Regions from separate parts of the Mus musculus genome. Here region 2 is linked to region 1. The links are chromatin contacts, called in public Hi-C maps. All regions are on one chromosome and are shown on one strand. Each heading gives the region's core, a stretch centred on a gene start, on an enhancer-like site or on the middle of the called end of the contact. The rest is flanking DNA. Distances are from core to core; before and after follow the strand shown.

Region 1 (3,063 bases), core at 166-2,665:
ATTTAATCCTGGCCTGCACTGCCACACAAGTCTCTGTATGTACCTTTCCCTGTAACTCTGTAGTTTATATACTGCGCCATCCAGAGTAAGATTCTTCCAAATACAAGGCTGTAATTTGTTTCCTCTTTTGCTGTGCCCCAGGTGCCCGAAACACTACTTAGAGCTGTACCTAGCACATGGTTGTCACCACATCACTGAGGTCCTGGGTGGACCAGAATCAGCTGTGTTTGAAATGATAGGACTCTTGGTATTTAATTCTGATTCTATGTTGTTTCAATAGCCACCCTGTACTATACCCTAAATAAGAGAGCTCAAAAATAGGACCTGCTATTTCTTCCTGTTGTGACCATAAGTTGATTAGAGGAGCCTGGCTGGTATTTGCATGGGCATGACCACAGCGCAGCACAGTGTAACCCTTTCCTCTCTTGCTTTTTCCCATCAGTGTGAATGCTGAGAGGGTTTCCAGATGCAGTGTTTCTCAAGGTTGGTTGTGAGCTTTGCATTCCCTCCTGGAAACTGTACACACAGACTTGGTTAGGGCCAATTTTTAGAAAAGCCAAGAGTGTTGACCTCAGAGAGCCTGTGTCTTTGACCCACATCTTGACATTAAACCCTGCTTTTAACAGACTTTAAAGTTTGTTCCTCCCCCAACCCCCGTGAACCTCCCCAGTGAACCACCATTGTCCTCTAGGCTCAGCCACAGCCTGTGGTGCCCATCTGTACACCCATCCTCAGTGGTTCTGAGGCCCTGGGAGACACAGGCATAGATGGTTTGGAGCCATGAGGTGGCTTGCATTAAACAGAGATCCTGGGGAGGGTCACAGATGTGCTCTCCCATTTCCTTTCCCCTCTGCTATTCTCTGCTTGAAGGAGAAAAAGACTTGTTTTTGGTTTTGTATTTGGAGCTGTTGGCTAGAGTCCCGGCGACCCTCTGGGGAAACTCAGAACTTAGAGCTCTTGTCTTGCTGGAGGCTTCAGGGAAGAGGCTGTAATAGTCCTTGGCAGCTATTGTGGGCCATGCTGAGAATCTTAGCATTTGAGAGGTAGAGGCACGAGGATCACAAGCTTGAGGCCAGCTTGGGGTACACAACAAAATTCTGTCAATAAATAAATAGGAAAATAGTGAGTGGGGTGTGGCAGCATACATCTCTACTCCCAGCTCCCGAAAGGCGGAGGCAGGCACATCTCTGTGAGTTGGAATCCAGCCTACATATGGAGACCCAACACATAGACCCTGTCTTGGAAAAAGAAAGCGATGGGGGTGGGAGGAAAGAGAAAACAAAAGTGTGTTTTCTGAGCCTGGAGCAAGGACCTTGTTTCTCCCACAGTATCCAAACATTTCACCTTTGACCCAGGCAGGAAGAACTCTCGCCACATCCCCTTTAACTCCTAGTCTGCCCTGTCCTTGGCCACTCCCACACTGGGAGCTGAGAATAGCAGCAGAGTGGGTGGTGATGGGAAAAGCTTCTTGGCCGCTCTTCTGGGTGGGAGGCAGCCCAGAAAACAAGATGAGGGAAGGTGCTGTGGCAGTTTGGGAACCAAGGGATGGGTCCTGTTTTGAGAATGGAGTTATGAAGCGTTAGGTTATCTTTCCCGCACTGGATGAAGGAGGCTACCTGTCTGCTTGGCTCTTCCGAGCTTGACTGGGTTGGGGCAGATGACAGGAAATGCCTTTCTCAGGCAGAATAAGTGCAAGTCACAGGGGCTTTGCCTGAGCAGTTGCTTTTCTTTATAGCATTTGTATAATTGCATTTCAGAAATGTGCTAACATACTTTTTGCCCACTCAGCATATAGACCTGAACAGATTCTATTTAATAAGCACATGTTGTTGGCACTTAGCACCAGGACTGTGTGGCTGAGCCATGGGTGGGAGGAACTCCTCCTTCACACAACCCTTTCCTCCTGGGTGTGGGTCTATAGGGACAACCCACAGGGCTACCTCTCTACGGGATGAGTTCTGGGAAGACAGTGTTCCTGCAGACCACTGCCTGACTCTAGGTTCTCCCCACCTTCCACTCATGAGTGCTTCGTGTGCCCATGCAAACCTTCCATATACCTGGTGTGGTTGGTTAGGGCAGTATTAGGTAGCAAACTGGTAGTATCCTGTGGTCATGAGTACAGGGTATAGGGTGAGGGGCCAGAGTGAAGGTGGGGCCAGGATACCTCACTGAGAGTGTACACTTGAGATTGGAGTTACGAGAAAGTCACAAGGTGTCTGGGAAGAGAGGCCATGGCAAACTTAAGTGCCAGGGTCCTGAGAATGGCTGGACTTGAGTGATGGAGATGGAAATGAGGGCAGGAAGAATATGCAGCACACCCAGGGTTCTCTATGTTGGAGAAACATGGATGATACTGCCCAGGTAGAAGCTGTAAGGAGAGCGACCAAGACACCTCCTCAGGTGCTGGTTGTCTGGGAGCTCTGGCCTTGTTTTGCTGAGAGGTCTGGATTTGCAGGTAGAGCACATAGAATGTGTGATGGTTTGAGATGCTGTATGCTGCCGTGCCTGAGCATGTTGAGCTGTAAATATGTGTCAACCACTGAGAATTTGGAGGAAAAGGTTCGCCATGGAGGAATATTTGGGCTTGGCTGGGTAGTCACTGCATGTCCTCTGATTGATAGCTGCACAAGTTACACCTGTGGTGCTCCACCACCACCAGCAAGGTACATAAAGGGAGGTGCTTTGTGCTTCCTACCATTAACATTCTATGGGGCCTTACAGCTTCCCTCTTCTACCCATCTCTTCTCTGTAGAGATAAGCCCTATTCTGCCCAGCTGCCTATCTGTGCTTGGGTCTACATCAGGTGTTCAAGACAGGCCCTCTCAGAGAGAGGATGTGCTGTGGATGTCAGGTGTTCTCTAGGAGTCCGGGCAGGCAGCCATTGTCTCTGCCACATTGATTTTCCGGGAGACAGAAGAAGCTTCCTTTAGTCCTGACGGGCTGAATGGATTATATGTTATTCTAGGGCCAGACAGAGTGTGTGTGTGTGTGTGTCTGTCTGTCTGTCTGTCTGTGTCTGTGTCTGTGTCTGTGTGTAGGGCCAGACAGAGTTTGTGTGTGTGT
Region 2 (3,434 bases), core at 314-2,813, 81 kb before region 1:
GCTTTTTATCTGATTTATCCAGTTTTCATTACAACCTTTCTATGTTTTGTTTTTTCTTTCTTTCTAAGTCTCTATTTTTTTTGCCGAAAACTTCTTTGATGTTGCCAAGTTTTAAAATCCATATTCTTGATTTTTCTCACACATTTTGGTGATTTTTCTTTTAGTTTATGTTGCTGACTTTCATCTCCAGTCACTGACCAGATTTATCAGAAAACAACCTATATCTACACACACACACACACACACACACACACACACACACACACACACACACTGACTGCATGTCAAGCAGAAAGGAGAGTTGGGGAAGAGGAGGGAGACCAGTGGGAAGGTTAGAAGGAGACTCTTTAAGAGAGTGAGGTAGGACCGGGATGTGGAAGACTGAGAGGGAGGGTGAATTTGGCTAAAGCACCTGACATTTTTGAGATTATCTTAAGGAAACTCAGAACTATGTACAATGAATATACATTAGTAATAAATAAAACAAAAGAACAACCCAACCCAAGGGGGAGGCTTCCTACAATCCCAGTAGAGTAGCTTTGAAAATATATTGTTTACAAAGTAACATTGTTTCCTTTTTTATAAAAAGGTAGGAGTGCACCATGGGAAGAATAGACTAGACACATCAAACGGCTGACATTGGATGGAGGATAGGAAGGGAAACAAGAAGGTGGAATCTATAGGTTTCACAGTTTTGATTTTGATACCAAAACTTGCTTGATGTGTCATAAGGAAGCCAGGGCTGGGGTGTGGCTCAGTAGCTTGGTAGAGCTCTGGCCCAGCATGGCAAGGTCCCAATATCACACAAAAGAAAATAAACAAACAAACAAACAACAACAACAACAACAAATAAACATCAAACTTGAATTCATGGGAAGAGTATTACATGTGAAATTATAGATAGAAGCATCCGTAGGGTTGTGGCAGTTATATCTTAGCAGGACACATGTCAAAGATGAAAAGACCCCCAGAACCTAAACTAAAATTTCGAAGAGTTCGTGGGCAAAGAGCCAAGTGCATGCTGGGTGCCTGTTACACCGCTGTTCTCCTTGGAGCTGCGAAGTTCCGAGTCCCGCCACACGGGGGTGCTCGTCGCCTTCTTATATCTCCGGTAGCTGCAGTGTCCTCCTACACTCGACCCACACTGCCACCTTGTTCCAAGGTCCTCAAGCAGACAGGACAGTGATGGGTCTAGGAGGGTACAGTTTTGTGGGGCTGTGGGAAGAGGGGAAGAAGGGGGAGGGAGAGACTCCGTGTCCAGCCAGAGTTCCTCCTGTGCTCTGGGCAGGCGGATGCGGAAGGACTGCCGGACACTTTCCACTTGGCCTCAATACTGAAAGAGAGGATGTGGAAAGAGCAGCAAACTTTCTCTTTCCCCAAACTACAAAAAAACTACAAGAATAAACTTTTTCGCTCTGTCAGTAGAGTCCTTCGCGCTGTCCCGGGGCAGACATTTGACTCCATTAATCTGTCTTGTTTTCGGACATTTGCACAGCTAGACGTTATTTTGTGGGTTGTAAGGACATGACTGCTGTTGTGAGAATCTAGACTCTGAATTCACCCTGACCTGTGTTTGAAACCTGAAGGCCAAGCAGACAGTGTGATCTTACAGAGCAGCGATCTAACATCTCTTGAGTTTTTGCCATCTCTTCATCTACGACACAAGGAAATTAGAGTACTTTTTTCCAGAAACTTGTTTGCAGAGATTTTAAAATCACCATGAAAAATGTCACACGAAAACAATTAGAAATGTCACAGTGGGTGCTAGAGAGATGGCTCCGTAATTTAAGAGCACTGCCTGTTTTTTCCAGAGGACCTGGGTTCAACTCCAAGCAACACATGGCAGCTCACAATTGTATGTAACTCAAGCTCCAGAGGTTCCAACATCCTCACATAGATAAGTATATGCAGGAAAACACCAGTGCAATAAAATAATAAAAAATTAATTTTTAGGAGCCGGGCGTGGTGGCACATGCCATCTGTAATGAGATCTGACTCCCTCTTCTGGAGTGTCTGAAGACAGCTACAGTGTACTTACATGTAATAAAAATAAATAAATCTTTAAAAGAAAAAAAGACTCTGTCTCAAAAACAAGTGAATGAGTACATAAGTAAATAAAATTTTACAAGAAAAGTTCTGGCCACAGAGAATAGGTTTCCTAAAGTACCTCCCCAATATTGTTTTAAAAGAGAGCAATTAAAAGATTTAAAAGAGAGAGGGGCTCCTTCAGAGCTGAAACCTATCACTATCACCCTGGTGTTTCTTCTTTTCTTTTCTTTCTAATAATCAATTTTTTTTTTTCGAGACAGGGTTTCTCTGTGTAGTGCTGGCTGTCCTGGAACTCACTCTGTAGATCAGGCTGGCCTCGAACTCAGAAATCCGCCTGCCTCTGCCCTTCAAATGCTGGGATTAAAGGTGTGCGCCACCGCTGCCCAACTTCTTTTTATTTAATCCAGGTCCCCAGTCCATGGAATGGCACAGCCCACATTTAAAGCAATTCCTCTCGGACATGCCTGAGGCTTGCTTCAGTGATTGCTGGAATCAAATTAAGTTAATAACCATTATAAACGATCACAGCTCCACCTTTTGTCAACTTGACACCCAAACACACTGCTTTTAAGCCATATCCTTCTACTCCCTGTCTCTATAGGCTTGTAGCTATCTTATAACGCAAAATTTATTCAGCCCAACCTCAAAAGTCCTCTGGCCAATACCTTTCAACACTATTCAAAGGAGAAAAATCAGACTCTCAACCGAGACTCAATCTCTTACTCTGGCCTCCTATTAAAAACCGAAACAAAACAAGCTATAGACATCCAATGTACTGTAGAGCAGAGTGAAGGTTCACATTCATAACGGGAAGAATGGGGCAGAAGGAAAGCTCTGCCCAAAGTGAGTCAGACACCCAGCAGGGCAAACACCAAATCCTGCAACTCCACTTTGGGTCCAGGGCTTGTGGTAGAAATGTCTCAGATCCATGGTCAGCCCTGTCCGATGTGCTGTCTGGGCCCAGACTCTCTCTTGGGTCCATCCCACACCCGCAGCTTTCTTTGGCAGATGCTGCATGGTTCTAGGGTCTCCACTGGAGAGTAACCGCCAAGGACTTCCTTGCGGGTGGACCCAGTGATTCTCTAGATCTGTGGTACAAGGCTTATGACTCTTGCCATCCTGCATTCTTCACACCCATAAAACCAATGCCCTGTGGATGCTGTCACCAAGTTATTCTGCCTTCTCTGGGTGGAGACCACAAATGCACTGGCTTTTGAGTGTTGGCATTGGGAAACACTTCCCAGAGTCATTCAACCAGCTTTTATATGGCGTTCTTAGTTTGGACACTTTCCTCTTAAATGAACTTGCATATTTGCAGTATGGAGTTCTCTGGGGTGGGTCTTACACCCAGGGCACCTTTCCTGTCACCCAGGGTCAGCTTCTCT

What was found. Hi-C and Micro-C count contacts between places; a contact is called where the count stands out from the background.
Region 2: a Hi-C map of uterus shows a contact between it and region 1, with 3 times the contacts expected there. The contact joins two enhancer-like sites. A contact is called at or near these places in 1 of 15 datasets of contacts at CTCF or cohesin (the G1E-ER4 cell line), 47 of 484 Hi-C or Micro-C datasets (the Ba/F3 cell line, the C3H10T1/2 cell line, the G1E-ER4 cell line and 32 more), 7 of 115 datasets of contacts at active chromatin or transcription factors (the HPC-7 cell line, astrocytes, bone marrow-derived dendritic cells and 3 more) and 4 of 9 other capture datasets (adipose tissue, embryonic stem cells, liver and 1 more).

The regions. Positions count from the first base shown.
Region 1 is chr11:32,242,128-32,245,190 of GRCm38.p6, reverse strand. All of the region lies in intron 6 of Nprl3 (nitrogen permease regulator-like 3), which reads left to right. Among named protein-coding and RNA genes, the nearest start is that of Mpg, 17 kb to the right of the region's middle. RefSeq lists an enhancer at 1-163. Within about 2 kb of position 1,415, at least 40 of the 459 cell types and tissues checked have an H3K27ac peak or open chromatin away from gene starts, as enhancers often do. A contact at or near this core is called in adipose tissue and uterus, where this site is marked.
Region 2 is chr11:32,322,495-32,325,928 of GRCm38.p6, reverse strand. No RefSeq gene overlaps it. Among named protein-coding and RNA genes, the nearest start is that of Gm46275, 19 kb to the right of the region's middle. Within about 2 kb of position 1,563, at least 19 of the 459 cell types and tissues checked have an H3K27ac peak or open chromatin away from gene starts, as enhancers often do. A contact at or near this core is called in adipose tissue and uterus, where this site is marked.